Linked DNA regions of Mus musculus: region 1 is linked to region 2. Evidence: chromatin contacts called from public HiChIP or PLAC-seq data. All regions are on one chromosome and are shown on one strand. The core of a region is the stretch at or near the end of the contact, and the rest is flanking DNA. Distances in the headings are between cores, read along the strand shown.

Region 1 (5,077 bases), core at 880-3,379, 360 kb before region 2:
CCATTGAGAGCCCCCTCCCCTCTACTGTCTGTCACACCAGCCCCTGTCTGCCAGTCTTTGCCAGTAGTCAGTTAGGCCATACATTTGATCCTGGGCAATGTTGGCTTGTCAGACTCACACACCTCTGTCCTTCTCCTTGCCCAGTAAATCTCAAGTAGGCCAGCAAATTTGTACTCACATTTAGACCTGCATTCCTAGCGAGTCTGGCCCCGAGTCTGGCCCCATTTTTAGCAGTCTGCAGGATGGTTTCTTCCCCAACATCGTAGAAAATTCCTAGTATATACCTATCTCTGTTTGGAAATCACAGGGTGAAGAGAGGGTAGTGCTATTTGAAGTCTAGTTGAAGAGAAAAAACCCAACATGACTAAAGGCCACTCCCAGATCATAGCTTGAACCAAGGGGGAATATAGGTTTTCAGAATCTCTAATGCTGGGTTTTCTTGGACGACTTCTGTTTCTCTATCAGGAGCATGGCAAGCATTTCTGAAGACAAGAATGTGCTCCAATGCTGTAGTTCACTGTCCTTGCTTGTAACTGTAACCCCATTCACTCTCAAGGCAGGTTGCCCACAAGACCTTTCTAGGCATAGAGTCTCCTTTCTAGCTTTCCAGACAGTAATAAGATATCTAGGTCCCAAAGAGATGGACACACACTTTCCTGTTCCAAAATGTGATGGCGGTGGGGGTGTGTGTGCAGTATGGGAGACCGGGAGGTCATTGCTACTTTATCCAGTGTGCACTTCCTTCCTGGAGAATGCTACATGCTTCTGGTCACTGGCGAGGGGGCAGATGGCACCTCTGTTTCCTGCACCATTCTCTTCTCTGCTCACCCAGGGTCCTTCAACAAGCCAGTGGATGTGTGTGCTTCTCTTGGGGGTGGGGGGTGGGGTGGGTAGGGACTGGACACAGCAGACCCAGGCTGCAGTTCCCTCACTCTGCCTCTGTGAATTTCTCATCCAAACCTCAATCACGTAGGATTGCGTAGAGAGGAGAAAAGGGGAGAGACAGAGACAGAGAGGGGGGAGAAGGGTGTCGGGGGGGGGGGTGGAGGAAGGAGAGAGTCTGGGAGCAGTGGGCGCGAGAAAAGGGAGCAAGACTCAAGCGCGGCTCTTTCCAGCTCTCCACAAGCCCAGCCCCTAATTCAGTCCCACCAGGAAAGCTTCCCAGCTCCTTAAGAGCCAGAGTAACTCCAACCTCTGCTTGCTCCCTGTCCCACTCGCCTTCTCAGAGGCTGCTGTCGGCTCTGCCTGGAGTTTCCTGCGGAGCTAGCGCTTTGGGGGAGACAGCCCGCGGCGGCGCCCCGAGCTTCTGCCCATGAATGGGACTCCGCCCTGAGCGCCCCCTCCCGGTCTAGGGGAGGCGGCGGGGGGCGCCCCGCGATCCCGCGGCTCCCAGCCGCCGCCAGCGCAGCAAGTTGGGCTAGTTGGTGGCCGCCGGCACCTGCCTCCTGTCCCCGGCCCCAGAGTCCGCTCCCGGCCCGGGGAGTCCAGGTGGCACGCGCGGCTACCTCCCGCAGTCTCCCAGGGCGGCCTAGGGAACCTGCCTGCGCCCGGGCACCAGACCATGGTGGGCAGCTGCGACCCAGAGCCGCAGCCGCCGCGAGCCGACGTCGCCCTCCACCAGCCCCCGCCCCACCCGAGCGGACGCGCGGGGGCTCGCAGCGCGCGGTCACTTCCTTCCACGGCCGGGATGGGCGGCGCGGGACCGAGCGAGCGGCCCAGCGGCGGCCGGGTAACCCCTATCTGAGCTGCGGCCGGGAGCTGTCGACCGCCGGGGCGTGTGAGCCTGGGGTCCCGGAGGCGCGGCGATGACCTGATCCCAAGTCCGCCAGGGCGCCCGTCCCTCGCTGCCCAGGTCGCTCGGAGCCTGTGCGGAGACCGGCTTGGTGCGGCGGCTCGGGCGCACGGTGGCAGGGAGCTCCGGTGAAAGGCGTGTGGGCGCCGAGCTGGGGAGGACACCTTCGGCAGCTTTGCCTTTGGAGGGGCTTCTGTAAACTACTGAGTCATTCCAGATTTAGGATTTCCTAAATAATCACCAACTGTGCCCGTCTCATGCCGGAACGCAGGCAGTGAGAGCGGGAGCGCCTGCTCTCGGGACCCCGCGGATCCCCGGGGTGCTTGGCCCTCGAGGATCTCCCTCTCTCCCTCCCCCTCCCTCGTCTCCCGCTCTCTTTGCAGTGCTGCTGGAGGAGAGGCGCGCTCACCGCAGCTGGAAACAGCTGCACCCCCCCTCCCGCCCCGCCCCGCGCCCCTACCCCGAGTCTGGTTAACCGCTCCCACTTCTCGCCTCTTGGAATTCTAGAAGTGGGGGTGCCGGCCCCCGGAGAACCGCAGCCGGTGCGATGCATTTCGTAGACCTCACCCAGCTGGGACGGACCTCCTAATCTTCAGAACCGCGGGCCACAGGGAGTTAAATTGCTGCCTTCCTCTTCTCTGTCGCGGTTGGTGGTTCGTTTTCTAAAGGAACGTTTTATTCACTTTTTACTATATATATTTTTAAGCTGGGGGCTCGCTTCTAGCCTCGGTCCAGACTCTGCCTTGTAAACGGGTTTCTATGTATATATGTGTAGGTATACTTTGGACACCTTACAACGCTTGCGCCTCTCCAACCGGGGCACAGCTTGTTATTTTGGACATCTTTTCCCCCCTTTCCACTTGGTACCCTGAACGCAGTGTGACCAAACTCCCTACTGCCCTTTGGACGTGGATCGCTTTGGGGTGCAAGTTTGGGGTGCAAACGTCTACTTCGCAAGAAGGCCTGGGACCGCCCCGCCCCCGCCGCCAGTGGTTGGGGAAGTTTACATCCGGATTTTCACACGTTTTGTTGCCACTGCCCAGACTCTGACTAACCTTGTGGGCTCCAGGTTTTCGATACTGCAACCTCCTCAAATATTAGCACTGCCTCCCCGCGCCTGTCCTATTCCTCCAGGCCCCCGAGGTCCTGCCCTCATCCCGGCGGAGCAGGAACCCGAGGGCGCAGTGGAGCCCGGGGCCTCGGGCCCGCGCTGAGCAGCTATGGCTGCGGCGATAGCCAGCTCCTTGATCCGGCAGAAGCGGCAGGCGAGGGAGTCCAACAGCGACCGGGTGTCGGCCTCCAAGCGCCGCTCCAGCCCCAGCAAAGACGGGCGCTCCCTGTGTGAGAGGCACGTCCTCGGGGTGTTCAGCAAAGTGCGCTTCTGCAGCGGCCGCAAGAGGCCAGTGAGGCGGAGACCAGGTTAGTAGCAGTCAAATCAGTGGGCTCCCCAGAGGCTGACGCCCCCCATCCCCTTCCTTCAAAGCTTCTGGGAATTGCTCATGGATGGGAATCAGAATTCCTTTCTTCCATGCTGGCCCACCTTCTTTCAACAACCCTGTGTCAGTTAATAGCTTGTCCCATATTCGGGAAAACACTTTCTGCTTTCATCCACCGACAGTCTAGTATGAGGGTCACTTGTATAGGTGCATCTGGGTTCCTTTATCTGGTAAAGCCCTGGAGGGCACTAGTTCGTTCGATTGTTCGTTCTTTCATTCATCCATTCATTCACGCGCCACCCATTGTTCTACCCACCCCTCCATCTACCTACAGAGTAGTCATACTACCTACGGAGAGTATGAAAACAAATAAAGGTCTTTATACTCCTCATAACCACATAAGACAGTGATTATGAATTATAATAGATACCAGATGAACTTAATATCATTTGATTTGCTCTGCCTTCAACAAGCACGTGGGTTTTTTGCCTTTTAATACATCTCACTTTCCCAACTTTCCATGTTCTCACATTCATCCACTTCTACACAGAACCCCTTTCTTATTCTTCCAACCAGTTGATAGTTACCATCGGCCTCTTACAAAGTTTACTGTCCACTTACTATTATCTGCATTTCAGCTTTTGAGATACTAAGTCAACACCATGGTATCTGCAGCTTGGTCCCAGGGAGTGTAAAGAAAATTTGACTTATCAGACATTTCTTTGTCACAATCTGAAACTGATTCTGCTTCCGCAGCCTTGGGTTCAAATAGTTCATCATATGTCGTTATTTACAGAAGGAAACTGAGTGCCAGCAAATCACCAGAATCCTTGCTTTTCTCGGGTCCTTGATCCTTTGGGTGTGGCTGCGAGTCACTTGCAATCTGAGACAGCCTCAGTCCTGATAGCTGAAGTATAAAGATGGGTTGAGGAAGGAGCCTCTCCTGGCATGAGTTGACTACCTTAAGCCTGTTAGCAACTCCAACTCTGCTGTTCTCTTTGAGTTCCACACACTCAAGTGTGTAGGTTAGATTCAAGTGGGACTCAGAGTAAGCTACGATTTTGAGAGTAAGCCTTGGGAGGGAAAGACACTTTACTTTATTTTCCCTTAACGTTTCGTGGCATTTGTCACCTTAGTCACCCCCTTGGTGGCTCATTTTCATAGTCTCTGATGGCTGCAAAGCTGCAGACTCCGGGAGTAAACAAAACTCATGTTGATCTGGATTCACAAGCTGTTGAAGTCTTTCCTTCTTACACCCAGTTAATAATGCCTTTATGTCTGGCAAAGTGAAGCTCAAAGCTAAAGAATTATCTCAGCATACTGACTATTCTTTTTAAAGGGAAATATAAATCCTTCACTCCATTGAATGGGATCCTTTGGGACCCTCCTCTTAGGGCTTATGTAGTCTGCAAGGAACTCCAAGACCCCAAACCCAATGTGACTCGCATACTCAGTCCCTAGAGTAGTTGTTACATTGTGTTTAGGATAGTGATGTCATATTTATGGGTGATCCTACTCAGCCTTCTCAGATAACAAGACAGCAAAAGTATGAAGCTGGTCTGGTCATAACTCTGAATGGATGAGATAAACTCATATGTTTGTGGAAGTTTACATGACTTCGTTTTTCCTCGGGAAGGAGGAACTGTGTATTGTTTCCTGAGGCCATTTCCTTAGTGTCGTATTAGAAAACAGGGGATTATCTGGGTTTATTGTTTCCTTTGGTGATTATTTAATATGCTTCTCTTGTTCACACACTCAATGCTCATCTTCAGGATCCTAAATGGTAACTTCTTTTAGCTAAAGTGTCACATGATGACCAAACAGAAAGATAGTAGGAGTTGCTAAGGCA
Region 2 (5,762 bases), core at 1,810-4,309:
GTAACAATAACTGGGATATAAATAGAAAAAAATAAAATAAAAAGATGGCACGTAAATAGAAAAGGAGAGTTTGATGTTACTTTTTCATTTTATTCACTAACTAGTACATATTTGTTGTTTGTAAATTTTGAGACAGGCTTTGGCTAGGAAGCAATAGCTGCCTTTGAAGTAATCATTCTCTTATTGCAACATCTTTTTCTGGGATTACACTACTTAACAGAATGTCTTGTTAGTCACCCACATCTTTTAACTGGAGTGTTTACAAGATACTTATTTGATGGGATTACCAATGTAATTGAATGAAGTTGGACTTGCATTAGGTATTTTATTTGTTTTATGTGTCTTCACTTTGCCTCTTCTTTTTCTGTGCCTTCTTTTAAATTAGTTGACTGTATCATAATTCTATTCAATCTGCCCCCTTTCTATTATTTATAATTTTAATAACATTTTGTATTGGGTGCTTTAAGGGTGACAATATGTATTTAATTCCAGAGCTATCTTCAAACAGTCTTCTGTTTTTTCACACTTTGTCATTGATTGTCTCACTGTAATTCACATTTATTCTGGAGTTTGTTATGCTTTTACTTTGCACAGATATAGACACAAAACAGGTCATTGTAGTTTTTGCTTTCAGTGATTACCTCAAAGTAATTTTGATGAAATAAAAGGTAAAATTCAATATTATTTTCATTTATTTATTTTCAGTTCTTAAACTATTTGTAAATACCCATGAATTATAGTCCTCTTGAAATTCTCTTTTTCATCCTACCAATTGTATCTACCAAAAGTATATTCTAGTTTTTGCTTCTCTAAAAATCTCATTTCATTATTAATCTTAACAAATAATTTTATTTAGTGTAGATCAGTGTTTTGTTAGGCTTTGTTTTTCCCTGTTAGTACATTCAATGTATCAATTGGTTGCTTTTAAGGTTATTTTAATAAAAAAAAAAACACTTTGATGTGAAGTGGAAACTTAAGGGTTCTTTGGGAAGTTGGTTAGATGGTGTTTTGCTGGGGCAAAGACATGAAGGAACATTTACCTGAAGTGGACACAGATGAAAGACTAAGGTAAATTCGTGAAGGAATATTTAGCTGAAGCAGACACAGAAAAAGAATGCTCTGCTAAAGCAAGCGTGTGAAAGGATATGTGATGGAGGATTCTTTTTTAACAACACCTATGTATTGTTCTGTCTTATACTGCATAGTTGAGCTGTATTTGTTGGAACTCCATAGAGAGAAAGAAACACACCAAAAACTTTCTGGTGATGTGTTGCAGTTTCTTGCTGCTTCCTTAGACATGGGCTCATTGGCAGAGTGATGTCAGCTGAGACAGATGCATGTGCTGAGGCAAGAGCAGTGGAGGAAACATGATATTTAGAGGGCATAAAAAGGACTGAATGGACTGTGTTGGAGACTGAGCTAAGCTTACTTATAGAGCTAGTTATACAAGGCCTGTTGGTATCTCATCTTCACTGATCTTCAATTCCTTGAGAGAGGTATAGCCAAGAACTTCTCCTGGTGTTCCTCCTGGTTTCTCCTGCTGACTCCAGCCTTAGCTCAGGCATGACTGTCTCTGCTAGGTCTTGCCACCACTGCAGATGTGTGTGTGCTATCCAAACTCTACCTAACTGGGTCACTTGTGTATCCATGGAATGTTTGCAAGTAGATCAGGCTGCTGCTGCTAACCTGTGAACTAAACTGCCAATTTCCAGACAACACAGAATGGAATTGCCACAAAGAATCTTTCTAAACAGGTCCATTTCCATCATATCCTTTCTTTTCCACTACCTCTGCTGGGTGGTGGGCTACATGGGAAGTTAAAGTATTTAACAACCTTCATTAGCGCATGCCTTTAATCCCAGCACTTGGGAGGCAGAGGCAGGTGGATTTCTGAGTTCGAGGCCATCCTGGTCTACAAAGTGAGTTCCAGGACAGCCAAGGCTATACAGAGAAACCCTGTCTTGAAAAACCAAAAATTAGGTTTTGAAAAAATTAAAGTTACACTAATGTCTAATTCTTCCTTTGCTTTGCTCCCAACCCTCCCCTCCCCTGCCCCTCTCCCTCCCCCTTCTATCTTTTCCTTTCTTTTGATTCAGGTCTCATGTGTCTCTGGTTGTCCCCATGTCACTGTGTAGCAGATATCAGCCCAGAATTTCCCATCCCACTTTCTCTAATTCCCATGTGTAACACCACACCTGATTAATAAAGAACTGGGGCTCAAACTCAGGACTTCATGCATGCTAGGCCAACATTCTATTGACCAAGCTACATCTCTCAGCTCCTCATCTTCGCTTCTTATTGTACTGCATATCTTTTGTCTCCAATTACTTTCTGGATTTCTCTATGTTGCTTTTTGCTTTTCACCATGGAAACTAAACACACCAGTGTGTGTTTAGTATCATTCCTCCCATAGGTGGGCCTCACTGAGGAGCTATCTCTAGATGTTCATCTTTCCATATCTACAGATATGGAAAGATATCTACAGATATCTTCAGAGCTAGCTGAAGTGGAGGGAAGCCTCTCTCAAGAAAGTACTCAACTCTATCCCGGGGATTTGGATGTGTGACCTTCTCAGTGTTCCAACTACTCTCAGTGCAGAGTTCTGAGCGAAGCATGCAGTTAATCCCTGTTAGAGTCACACACATTAATTAAAATGGTCCTTAGTATTTTCTGTCTGGCATGAATCCCCACTGTATTTAGTATTGATGAGACACCGGGCTCTGTAATTAGATCTGAGAAATGTCACTAGGAGGTATTTAGCAGGGGCGATCCTTTTCCTCTGGCTGTCACTTAAGATGTTGGTAGCTTCAGGAATGGAGACAGCAGGGAATGACCGTGTGGGAAAGGAACAGTTTCCTTTGTGCTAATACACTTCTGAGTCAGGCAGATCCAGGAGTCCCTTTGCTTTGTGAATTCAGTAATTAGCTGTTTACAGACTTAGCAACTGGCAAGGTCACTCTGACCTTCCTTGAGACTAACCGTTCTGTTAGGAAGCCTATTTACTGTGTTCTTGCTGCTCAGCTAATGTGGTTTCTGGGGTTTATGGGAATCCTGCCATGTTCATAAGATTGTTCACATTTGCTTTGCATTCAGGTATAAATGGATATGCAGCTAGCATAATTCACATGCATAATCCATAAACATTTACTTCAAGGAGTGCACAAGGTTTTCTTTCTCAGTAAATGGCTTTTTTAAGAACTCAAGTGGGTTGTTAAAAGCAGAAAATTTAAAATTAGCATTTCAAATAATGACATCTTCCATGTTCAGTTTTACATCCTAAGACATTTTGTTAAAGTAGAGAACCCTTTCTGAAATCATTTTAGTGAGGCATAGATTTGATGCTCTCCCTTCTGCTTTCCTATTGATGATTTCCCCAGTCTGATTAAGACTGGAGATTAATAGATATGAATGTAATTACCAAATAAAAATCCAAGGGCCTCTCTTGTAGTCAATTAGCCCTTGATTGGCTTTCTCAAAATAATTTTTCCAGTTATTATATTGAACAGTGAATACTTTCAACTTACATCTAGATTTACAGTGGAAGTCAGATATATCAAAGAATGAATTGAGCATGTTCACATGGTTTTTATTATTTATTTCTTTATTTCCAAGTCAGGGTTTCTTTCTTTCTTTTTTTGTTGCATCTTTTCTTTATTTAAATGTCAAATGATATTCCCTCTCCCAGTTTCCCATCAGGAAACCTCTATTCCCCTCCCCCTGCTTCTATGGGGGTGCTCCCCCACCCACCCGCCCACTGGTACCTCACTGCCCTGGCATTCCCCTACACTAGGGCATCACAGAACCAAGGGCCTCTTTTCCCATTGATGTCCAACAAGGCCATCCTCTGCTACATATGCAGTTGGAGCCATGGGTCCCTCCATGTGTACTCTTTGGTTGATGGTTTAGTCCCTGGTAGCTCTGGGGGACCTGGTTGATTGATATTGTTCTTCCTATAGGGTTGCAAACCCCTTCAGCTTCTTCAGTCCTTTCTCTAATTCCTCCTTTGGGGTCCCTATGCTCAGTCCAATGGTTGAGTGCGAGAAACCATTATATTTGTCAGGCCCTGGCAGAACTTCTCAGGGGATAGCTATATCAGGTTCCTGTCAGCAAGCACTCAAGACAGGATTTCTTCGTGGCTGCTCTATAACTTGCTCTGCAGACCAGGCTGGCCTTGAACTCACAGAGATCCACCTGCCTCTGCCTCTTGAGTGCTGGGGTCAAAGGCATTTACCACCACTGTCTGACTCACATATTTATTTTATATAAGTGAATTATATGAGAAATTGAAATTTGTATGTCTTTGTCTAGATAAAAACTTGAAGAATGATGTAGATAAGTCTGAGCCTCATGACAAGGCTGCTCTGGCACAGCCTGTGAGTCCTCCCTGGCATTAGTCGTCTAGTCCTTTGCATGCCCGAGTCTTGGTTGTTTTAGCTCAAGTGCTCCTACACGGTAAGATGACATTTGACTTCTCTACCCTTCTTTCTAAGGAGATTGAATCTCTCATATTTCACAAAGATGGGCTCTTTTGTGAGCCTTGGCCTCTCAAGACAGTCAATCTATTAACCCTCCCTTCTGCTTTAGCATTTCCTCCACTCCTGCTGGCTTCTTTCCCATGACCTTCTTGTCTACATCAGATTCAGTCAAAACAGTGTCTGCTTCCTTGTAACCTAGCCACTGTTTTGAGATCAAAAGATTTTTAAACATTGTATTTGTTTTACTTTATGTGTGTGTATGAGTAGCCTCTTTGCATACATGTGCACCACTTACATGCCTGGTGCCCAAGGAAGTCAGAAGAGGCTATTGGATCTCTCAAAAATGGAGTTACAGGCATTTTGAGCTTCTTGATGTGGGTTCTAAGGGCCTGAATTCCAGTCTTCTGGGACAGGAACAAGTGTCCTCAACCACTTAGACCTTTCTTTGGCCATTTAGTTTACATCTTTCTAAGTTAAATAAGTTGTAGGTTTTAAAAGTAGATTTATTTTTATCTATGCTTATGCATGTGACTAAACTTAGGTCACTTGTGTGCACGTGTCATCATCAGCCCTAAGAGAGCATAAGAATTCTTAGAGCTGGATTTGCAGATGGCTGTGAGATGCCCAACATGGATGCTGGGAACTGGAATCAAGTCCTTTTGAAGTGCCTCAAGTGTTCTTAACCACCGAACCATCAACCATCTCTCTAGCCATAGTAAGTTTCAGGTTCAAAGAGTCACTAATTCCACCACAATATTAAGACTGTCAGCAGTCCCCAACCTCTTTCTCATTTCCCTCTTTTCAAGATGCACTAACTTTGAAGCAATTCATTTCTTCCCAACAGTTTTTCTTTAAACACTAAAATTTATTTTGACAGTTTCACTTATAATGAGTTTTAGTGCTGCATGTCTATCCCCTGTTGTATTTTTGCTCTACTATGTTCATAATTTTATACTGTCTTTATTATGAATCCTTCCACATTGTAGTACTATGATTCTGCTGATTTGTGAGTGGAACATATAAGAATGTGTTGCTGAAGGATAGAAAACAGTAGAATGTTGTAAGCTGACCTCAATGGGCCATTCTGGTAGAATGTTACAAGACTATAATTCTGAGAGAAATTCACTTACTGACTGCTCATCTTGTGAGGTGTTATAGAGGAATGAGTTATTTATTTATTTATTTATTTACATCTCAAACTCTGCTTCCACTCCTAGTTCTTCCCTCACAGAGTTCCTCCCCCCATCCCCACTCTCCTTCTCTTCTAAGAGGATGGGGCCCCATGGA

The links. HiChIP or PLAC-seq counts read pairs in DNA pulled down with a chosen protein or histone mark.
Region 1: an H3K4me3 HiChIP or PLAC-seq map of forebrain shows a contact between it and region 2, with 4 times the contacts expected there. The contact joins the promoter of Fgf12 here to the enhancer-like site in region 2. A contact is called at or near these places in 1 of 484 Hi-C or Micro-C datasets (nephron progenitors) and 7 of 115 datasets of contacts at active chromatin or transcription factors (astrocytes, embryonic forebrain, embryonic midbrain and 4 more).

What each region holds. Positions count from the first base shown.
Region 1 is chr16:28,443,127-28,448,203 of GRCm38.p6, reverse strand. It overlaps Fgf12 (fibroblast growth factor 12), which reads left to right and starts at 2,129. Exons shown (of 5, transcript NM_183064.5): 1 at 2,129-3,211. The coding sequence starts at 3,013.
Region 2 is chr16:28,086,783-28,092,544 of GRCm38.p6, reverse strand. No RefSeq gene overlaps it. Among named protein-coding and RNA genes, the nearest start is that of Gm52250, 150 kb to the left of the region's middle. Within about 2 kb of position 3,059, at least 13 of the 459 cell types and tissues checked have an H3K27ac peak or open chromatin away from gene starts, as enhancers often do. A contact at or near this core is called in embryonic forebrain and forebrain, where this site is marked.